2 separate regions of the Rattus norvegicus genome follow, and region 1 is linked to region 2. Evidence: chromatin contacts called from public Hi-C data. All regions are on one chromosome and are shown on one strand. Each heading gives the region's core, a stretch centred on a gene start, on an enhancer-like site or on the middle of the called end of the contact. The rest is flanking DNA. Distances are from core to core; before and after follow the strand shown.

Region 1 (3,911 bases), core at 1,054-3,553, 51 kb before region 2:
TCTGAAATCATCCCAGAGTCTAGAATAAGATCCCAGGAAGGATGAGGCAAACCCTGCCAGCATCCGGCTCTCTTGCCACTGGCCCTGTCCTCCTCATTCACTGGCTGGACACAGTGGGAGCACTCACACTGCCCATCTCAACACCACAGTCCCATCCTGACTTCCAGGGCCTTGCATGCTTACATGTGGGTGCCAGCCAGAACAAGCAAGATCCATCTCTCGTGTCCTCTCCTGTGATGCTGCTGGGCACATTCAGGTCATACAACCTAAGAAGATGTACTTTGGCCCTAGAAGGGAACGTAGGCCACAGGACCCAGAATTCCAGAATTCTGAGACTTTAGAAGGGCTATGTCAGCACCCAGTGGCTTAGCTGCTTGGCCCCACAGACTTTCTGACCTTCCACTGGCCATGGCTGAGCTGGGCTTCTGACATGGGGGAAGGGCAGAGTCTGACAGAAGGAACACAAAGTAGCATTCAGACTAGGGTCAAGGCTGTGTCCTGATGACAGACTGGCAGAGACTGCATGGTTTCCCTTACAGTTAGGCTTGGTGGTGAAGGGGTATTTGATCATTCCTCCTGGGACCAGTGTGCCCTTTGAGGGATGGTGGCTCACTGCACATAGATTCCCTGCCATCACCACCCACCACAGAGCAGGGCTTGGAAAAAGAAGTGATTATCCCAGGGAGGTAGAATGACCCCCAGGCATCCAAAGAGGCATGATTTCAGCTAGTCTTGGGACAGAACAGTGAGTATTGGTGTCTCAAGAATTTAAGGATTTGAACAGATCCCTGGAGGGAAGAAGATATTGGTTTCTGGATGGGGAGGGTCATGAGGCCTGTTCCTATGAGTCAGAAGCCAGACCAGGCAGGTGGACTCTAGCAGGGGGGCAATGGGAAATAGAGACACCCAGACCCTTCATGCCCTCAACAGTCAGTGACAATAAAGTTATGGAGAATAAGGAGGATGCTCCTGCCTATTGCAGGGGGTCCCCAGCTTCCTGGGAAAATCTCTGTGCATTCCCTTGGTGACAAGGACTGGGGGTTGATCAGTGTCTACAATTCTTATCCTGTGATTCTTAGGGGCTCCAGCAACTGTGATTCCCATTTGATGGGAGGTTAACACTGAAGCTTAGGGATCCTTGATTACTGCCCAAAGTCTATGCCTATGGCTATCCACTGGTCCTCCAGTGGCCTCAGCCACCACTGAGCCAGGTATCCTTGATGAGGAAAGGCAATGGGAAGAGAAGTGGGGGGTCTTACAAAGTTCCAGTGTTCCCCCAAGTCTACCACATCCCACCCAAGGGCCTTTGAAAGAAGAGGCAGAGCTTGTCCACAGCTGCCCACAACTGGCTCACGGTCTCAGTTAACAATCGGAGTGTGCAGGCCAAATGCAAGGCTCATCGCTGACATGCCATTAGAGAGAAAGCCATTATTCATACTACAGCTCATCTCTGATACACTATCAGAGAGAGAAACCATTGTCCAGATGAGGCTCACAAGCCATTAGAGAGAAAACATTATCCGTTCAAGGGGCGGGAAACTCTGGCTCCTGAGAGATGCTGGGTTGGGGAGCTAAGCAGATATTCTCCTGGAGTTAGGAGGCAGGACCTGGGAGAGCCACCTGGGAGCCATAGGATTAGGACCAGCCTGGCCACCAGCAGGTGTCGCTACAGCCGGGAAGAAGCAGCAGATCCCACAGAGCTGACACTGAGTCTCAATACCAGTGCTGGACAGGGCTGTTCTGGAGGAGATCCGCTCAGACCTGCAGAGGGCAGGGTCACACCAACCCCAGAGAAGCTCCTGGACAGTCTCATCAGCAACTGGCCTGTCATTTTTACTCAAGCTCACTGCCGTGTGTTGGGTACCTTGTGTCCCCACCCTGACCAACTTGCACTACAACCAGGCAGAGCAGGGCTGAGATGTCCACCAGTGCCAGAAAATGAGCCCTCTGGGTGGTGGAGATGCTGTCTCTAAGGCTTGCCATGCTCCCCCATGCTGACACTGGGTTCACAGTGGTTCCAGCCTCCCGTCCAGCAATGTGGGAATCCGGTATCCTCCTGTAGGAATGTTGTGAGTGGTACGTACATACGTACGTACGTAGTAGGCCTTTTCTCCAGAATCTTACATGAGGCCAGCCACACCCTTCTTACCCATAGATTCTGACCAGAGTCCCAGCCCCTGGGCCGCTTTGCAGAGTGGCTCATAGCTCTGGGACCCAGCTGACCCAGCTTGTCCTACAGGCCCCAACAGCCATCCCCGTCCCTCCTCCCCAATACCAAGGCAACATGGCTGCTGGCCAGGGCCTCTTCATTCCCAGACAAAGCCCTGAAGCAAACCACCCAGCTGGCCGCCCGAGCTCAGGTTGCTGCCTGCAGTGGGCCGGGCCGGGCATCGAATCATTCATGAAAATCAGGCCTCCACCATGTTCCTGGCCTTCAGTGGGACTCCAGCTCACAATCACCTCATTGTGTGGTGACCACGAGGATTTCTCTGTGGAAGAGAGGAGGAGGGGGAGGAGAGGGAAGATGGAGGAAGGTGGGAGGAGCTGAAGTTAGAGGCAAAGAGAAGAGAGAGAAGGGAGGGAGGAAGAAGGGAAGAGGGGGCAGGATGGATGGTAGATGCACAGGGAACAGCTCCAAGAGCAGGAAGACAGTCCACAGCAGGTACTGATGTGCTCCCGAGACTAGGGAGGGTCCCTGACTAAGATGCTCCCTGTCCAGTGCTAAGGCCACAGTGATGATCTGAAACTTCCATAGATCCATCTCCCCAAAGGCTAGCTATAGAGATCACCCTCTCCACAGGAGAACCAAGTTCACAGCACAGAGACTGGACAGCCTGGGTCCAGCCTCTATCTCCCCAGTGGACACTGTCTGTCCTCCTTAGAGAGCTCGCCTGGGCAAGAAAACAGTGGCTCAGGCCAATTATCTTCAGATCCTGGCCACAGTTTTCACTCACTCATGCCTCAGTTTCCCCACCTGAAAGTCAGAGGTGACACCCATTCTCTCCTTCGTGGCGGAGCAGGTGAGATGTGGCTGACACAGCAGGCTTTCACTTCATCTCCCTTATTTCTGACCCAAGGCAGCCATGTCTACCCAAGCCTAACCTAGAGCCGGGCGGGCTGAGTGCCAGCCATGGCATCCGGCTGCTGTGGCAGATACCGATGTTTGCGCTCCTCAGCAGCAGGCAGTGCGTCGACTCCTTCCCTGTCACACCCAGAAATGAACAACCCGACCAACCACCAACAAAGGAAGTAGACCCAGGGACAGAAAGTGGGGTGAGTGGGGGTCATGATAGAAGCATGGAGATCAAGACACTATGATGCCCAAACCAGCAGCCAATGCAAAGAGCCTGGCACACCAGAAGCCATGGTCAGAAGCGCCAAGAGCCCAAGGGCTCCATGGCACATTAGGGCTATGGCCCACTTCATGGTACACATGGACAGATAGGTTTAGGCTATGTAACCAAGCGCCCCTTTCTGGGGTCTTCATCTAGGGGGCTGCAGTTGGTACAAGACAATGGGAGATGGGGCAAGCATCTCAGGATGGCTGGATGTCGCCTATCAGTACCCCTCTTGACCCATCCAAACTCTAAACCACCAGGTAATGCCAAGGACCAGGTCAGCAGGAGAACATAAGTAACCAAGAAATGGAGCAAACGTTGCTGCTTTGTGTATCACTTTGCGGAGAAGGGAGATGAATCAGACCAAATTCCACGCAGCAATTTCTTAGACATCAGAAGTACACAGCTATGCATCTACTGACAAACCCCTTATCTTTGGCCCTTGTTGTATCATTTCAGCTATCTCTTGGAACATGCTTCCTTCTCCCCTCCAGCTCCTGGCCACTGTCCTATTACCCAAGAGGACACTTGGTCCCCCCCCATCTGTCCCTCAACAGTTCTTTGCTCCAGACT
Region 2 (4,006 bases), core at 914-3,413:
GGGACAGATGGCCCCTGGATTAGTGGGTCTCAGGGGAAGGGGCCTCTGCCTTTTGTTATCTGCAAGGCATCTAGCAGGCCGTCTCTGGGTCTCCAGAAATGCCTGCGCCCTCCACCTGTTAGTAATAAATCCCCTTCATAAATTTCCACACAAGGCAACCCTCAACGAGACTTAACCCTTGAGCAAACAGGGCTGTTCTAGCTGGCGCCTGGGGAATGCTGCATGACCCCACTACTGCCTGCTCTGGTTCCAAGTCCTGGAAGGATATTTGGAAGCGGCAGGGTCAGGCCTGGGGCAGACTCTGGCTGTGGCCTCAGGCTGGCCACAGGGCTCTAGGTCACACAGAGGTCAGAGATGCTGTCATCTCAGAGGCCTTGAGCTAAGGATGCTGTCTGTGGTTCAGATTTGCCACAGGTGAGGCCCCAAATTCTGTGCTATTACTCCACAGGAGAAGGAGCGGCACCATCCCCCTTGAGCCTGGCCAAGTATCTGATAATGGAGGTGACTCCTACTGATTTCTAAGGCTGGGGCCTAGAAGGCTCCTGACACACTGAAGGACGGAAGGAAGGCATGTGGGCCAAGGCAGAGAGCCGTGATAGAGGGGCCACAGCAGAAAGTCCATGGCAGAGAGACCCAGCAGTGGGCCATGAAGAGATCTTATAATGAAGAACCACAGCAGAGACCCAGGGCTCTCACAGCAGAGCGCCACAGCCGAGGTGGGACAGAGCGAGAATGATCTTTGCCATTGCAGCTCCTCTGTAGGGCCCCTCCCACTGACCCAGAAGCCCTGGGCGCCCTGCCACTGTGCCACTGTTGCTGTGCCAGCTCTGATCTCCACCCACTCTCCTTTGCCCGTGTGTCCCTCAGCAGGTGGCCCCTTCCCACCACCCTTTGCTCTCACCTCATTACCTCTCTTTGGAAACTTCACACAGACTTCACTACTAAACTCCTCTCACCTTGGGTACAGCCCAAGGGTTTGGGGACAGCTGCAGACCCCCCCCCAACAATGACGACGTCTGAGCACTCCACTGCCTCAGTCTTAGTTACTGATTCCCCAACCACCACCTTCTTCAGGCCAAAGCAACCACACCAGTCTACTTCCTGTCTCCTTCAATTTCCCCCACTGTAGTCATTTCATAAGGAGGAAATCAAACAGTCTGTGGCCTGCTGCGACTCACTTAGCATAAGGCTCTTGGGGTACAGCCATGTTTTACTACTTGCTTCTCCTTTGTTCCAAATAATAGTCCATTGTATGGATAAACCACCCTTCGTTTACCCAGCAGGTCTGCAGCTGGACGGTAGGGTGCTGCCAGCTCTGGGCTACTAAGATATGACAGAGAATTTATATGCAAGTTACAGTGCAGACATGAGCTTCCCAGTCTGTTTCAGAGGGAGCCATGTTTTGTCTCCCCAGTGGGACATACTCATCCCTACGACTGGCTCCGAAACACCCCCCAACCCCAGCCATCCCAACTGTTCAAGATCCCTCAGATTCTCTTGATTTATTTTTTACATAGCAGTGACTGGGTTTGGGTCTGTGGTAGTACTACCCAGTAAGATCCAAGATCTCCACTGAGGCAGGATAGGCTCTGAGTGGCTACCTCGGACATGAGAGTCTCCCCTTCCAGGAAGCTGCTGGCCCTTTTCTGGATAAAACTGTCCTTGGTGCACCAGCTTTTCCAACTTCAACTGTGCTATGTCTTCCTAGTGTCACGAACGCCCACACCAACCCGGCACAACCCCTGGCATGTTCTAGCTGCATGCTCTATCATTCATATTGCTGGCAGTGCTCACTGGCCAGTGGCTAGTGGTCACCCTCCCACCACCCTAACTAAAAATATCTTTTCAAGACAGGGTTTCTCTGTGTAGCCCCGGCTGTCCTGAAACTCCCTCTGTAGACCAGGCTGGCCTCAGAGTTCCCCTTGCCTCTGCCTTCCAAGTGCTGGGATTAAAAGTATGCCCCACTACCACCTGGCAACCCCAGCTATACTTGATCATCACAGACCTGGGATAGGAAGGCACCAAGGAAGGGCTAGGCACAAAGAATGATGCTGTAGAGTCCTTATGCCTCTGGCCATGCTGCCAGAGGTGGAGCCTGCACCCCCTCCCGCCCCCACCTTGTGAAAACTAAGGTGGCTCCCACATGTGAAGCCAACGGAAGGTGGCTGCACAGGTCAGGAGCAACTCCTCTGTAGTACTGGTTCTGTTACAGGAAACAAGGCAAGAAGAGGTGGTAGGGCTTGTTCACAGTATCTCTGGGCAATATGGCCGCCCCCGGGGGCGTGGCCAGCTCAGTCAACACAATTAGATGCTTAATCAGGCGCCTCCTCAGCCTGACGCATCTGCCCACGTGAGTAACTGTGATTTATTAAGACCATTAAAGCTTTCTCTCCCAACCCCATCTCTGACAAGCCAGCGAAGCGCTGCTTTGTTTTAAAAAAAGAAAAAAAAAAAAAAAAACATTCTTGGGAGGAAAAAAAAATCTGTGTGGGCGCCACTTAATTAATCATTTAGTTTCTCCAGCAGTTTGGAAACAAGAAGAGAAACACGGGTGTGCAGGAAGTGTCACTGGATCTGGCCCTCGGTCTCTCAGTGTTGCTCAGAGCCCAACCTCATGGTGGGAGGGAACACTCTTCCCAATCCACAGCGGCCACACTGCCCATGAGAACAGTACCTGACCCAAAGCTCTGCACACTGAACTTCCCAGAACTGTGGAGATCTCCATGACCCTGCTGCCCTTAAGCCAGAAAGTGGCCCATCCATTTGCCTGGACCAACCTATTAGGTGAATGATGGGTAGATATTTTCAGAAAACTGGGTTTGAAAAATCTACCATACCTGTGGCACCACGACCCGGCTCAGGCCTCTCCCTCTGTGGGTCCACCCACACTGACTTCCTAACTTCAGTCTATCCCTAAGGCCCTTCTGGGTATAACCAGAAGGCACCAGGGTACAGAGCAGAATAGCATGGTGGTCTATGTCATGTAATTAGCATGTTCCCCACACAGGAGGACATGTCACCTGCTGTCCCTAAGCTTCTGTTTCTGCTTCAGGACAGCTCCTGTCACTGAGCTTGTGACCTCATCACAGTAGAGCTCCCTCCATCAACCAGCACGTGATAGCAGCAGGCCTCCAACCCGAGGCCTCGAATCGGTTCAGCGAGTTCAGACTCTGCTTCCGGGATTGGGGGGGGGGGGGGACTGTGGTTGTTCTCTAAATATTGCTGGTGAGTTTGTTCTGAAGCCATCAGATCACAACCATGTGGTCTCATCTCTCCAGTGTCCGTGCGTCTGTCAGCTCCTAAGGGCATGGACAAGAGCAGTGCAGAAGGCTTCAAGGCAGGGATGGAGGAATTGGGGACAGGCCTACCATGCCTTTAAACAATCCCTCCATTCCTCAGGCGCACCCCTCTGAGGCTGAGAGCTGCACAGATTCAACAGGGAACTGTCGTTAGATGCCTTCAGTCTCTGCAGAGAGGAATTATTTTTGCTGGGCTGGAATCAATATCTATAACTGATGCCTCCGAAAAGTTAAGCGGAGAAAAGAAAGCCTTCTCGGCTTACCAATCCTCGGGAGATTTCGTTGTGACAGAAACAGCTGAACATGTGTGTCCTTCCACAATTTTAGAATGTATTGAATAACGATAAATTCACAGTTAGGCAACATGGAATAACAGGGTAGGGCGTGGCCTGCTCAACAGCTTTCTAGGCAAATAGTTTGATGTCCTAACAGTGAAAGCAGGCTTGCATCTGACACAAACTTCCTTTTTTGGCTCGGAGGCCGAGGCAAGGAGAACCATTAAGGTCCACCCTCAGCACACAGATGGGGAACACCTGGCAGGGCGGTTAGCCAGGAGCACAGACACCCCTCACCGGGTTCCTCCAGCTGTCTAAAACAACGCCCAGCTTAGTCAAGTCCTCAGAAATAGAACATTCAGGGCAAGATCTTGACTTTGGAGGCCCTTGGGTGGTTCACACATAGCCAGGGGCCCAATTTACACTCAGGGA

Evidence for each region. A called contact is a pair of places that touch in the nucleus more often than the background predicts.
Region 1: a Hi-C map of Schwann cells shows a contact between it and region 2, with 2.2 times the contacts expected there. The contact joins two enhancer-like sites. A contact is called at or near these places in 4 of 12 Hi-C or Micro-C datasets (Schwann cells, hepatocytes and kidney).

What each region holds. Positions count from the first base shown.
Region 1 is chr14:78,668,128-78,672,038 of GRCr8, reverse strand. All of the region lies in intron 1 of Sorcs2 (sortilin-related VPS10 domain containing receptor 2), which reads right to left. Among named protein-coding and RNA genes, the nearest start is that of Sorcs2, 74 kb to the right of the region's middle. Within about 2 kb of position 2,303, at least 46 of the 93 cell types and tissues checked have an H3K27ac peak or open chromatin away from gene starts, as enhancers often do. A contact at or near this core is called in Schwann cells, where this site is marked.
Region 2 is chr14:78,616,613-78,620,618 of GRCr8, reverse strand. The region is part of intron 1 of Sorcs2 (sortilin-related VPS10 domain containing receptor 2); the gene reads right to left. Among named protein-coding and RNA genes, the nearest start is that of Sorcs2, 23 kb to the right of the region's middle. Within about 2 kb of position 2,163, at least 9 of the 93 cell types and tissues checked have an H3K27ac peak or open chromatin away from gene starts, as enhancers often do. A contact at or near this core is called in Schwann cells, where this site is marked.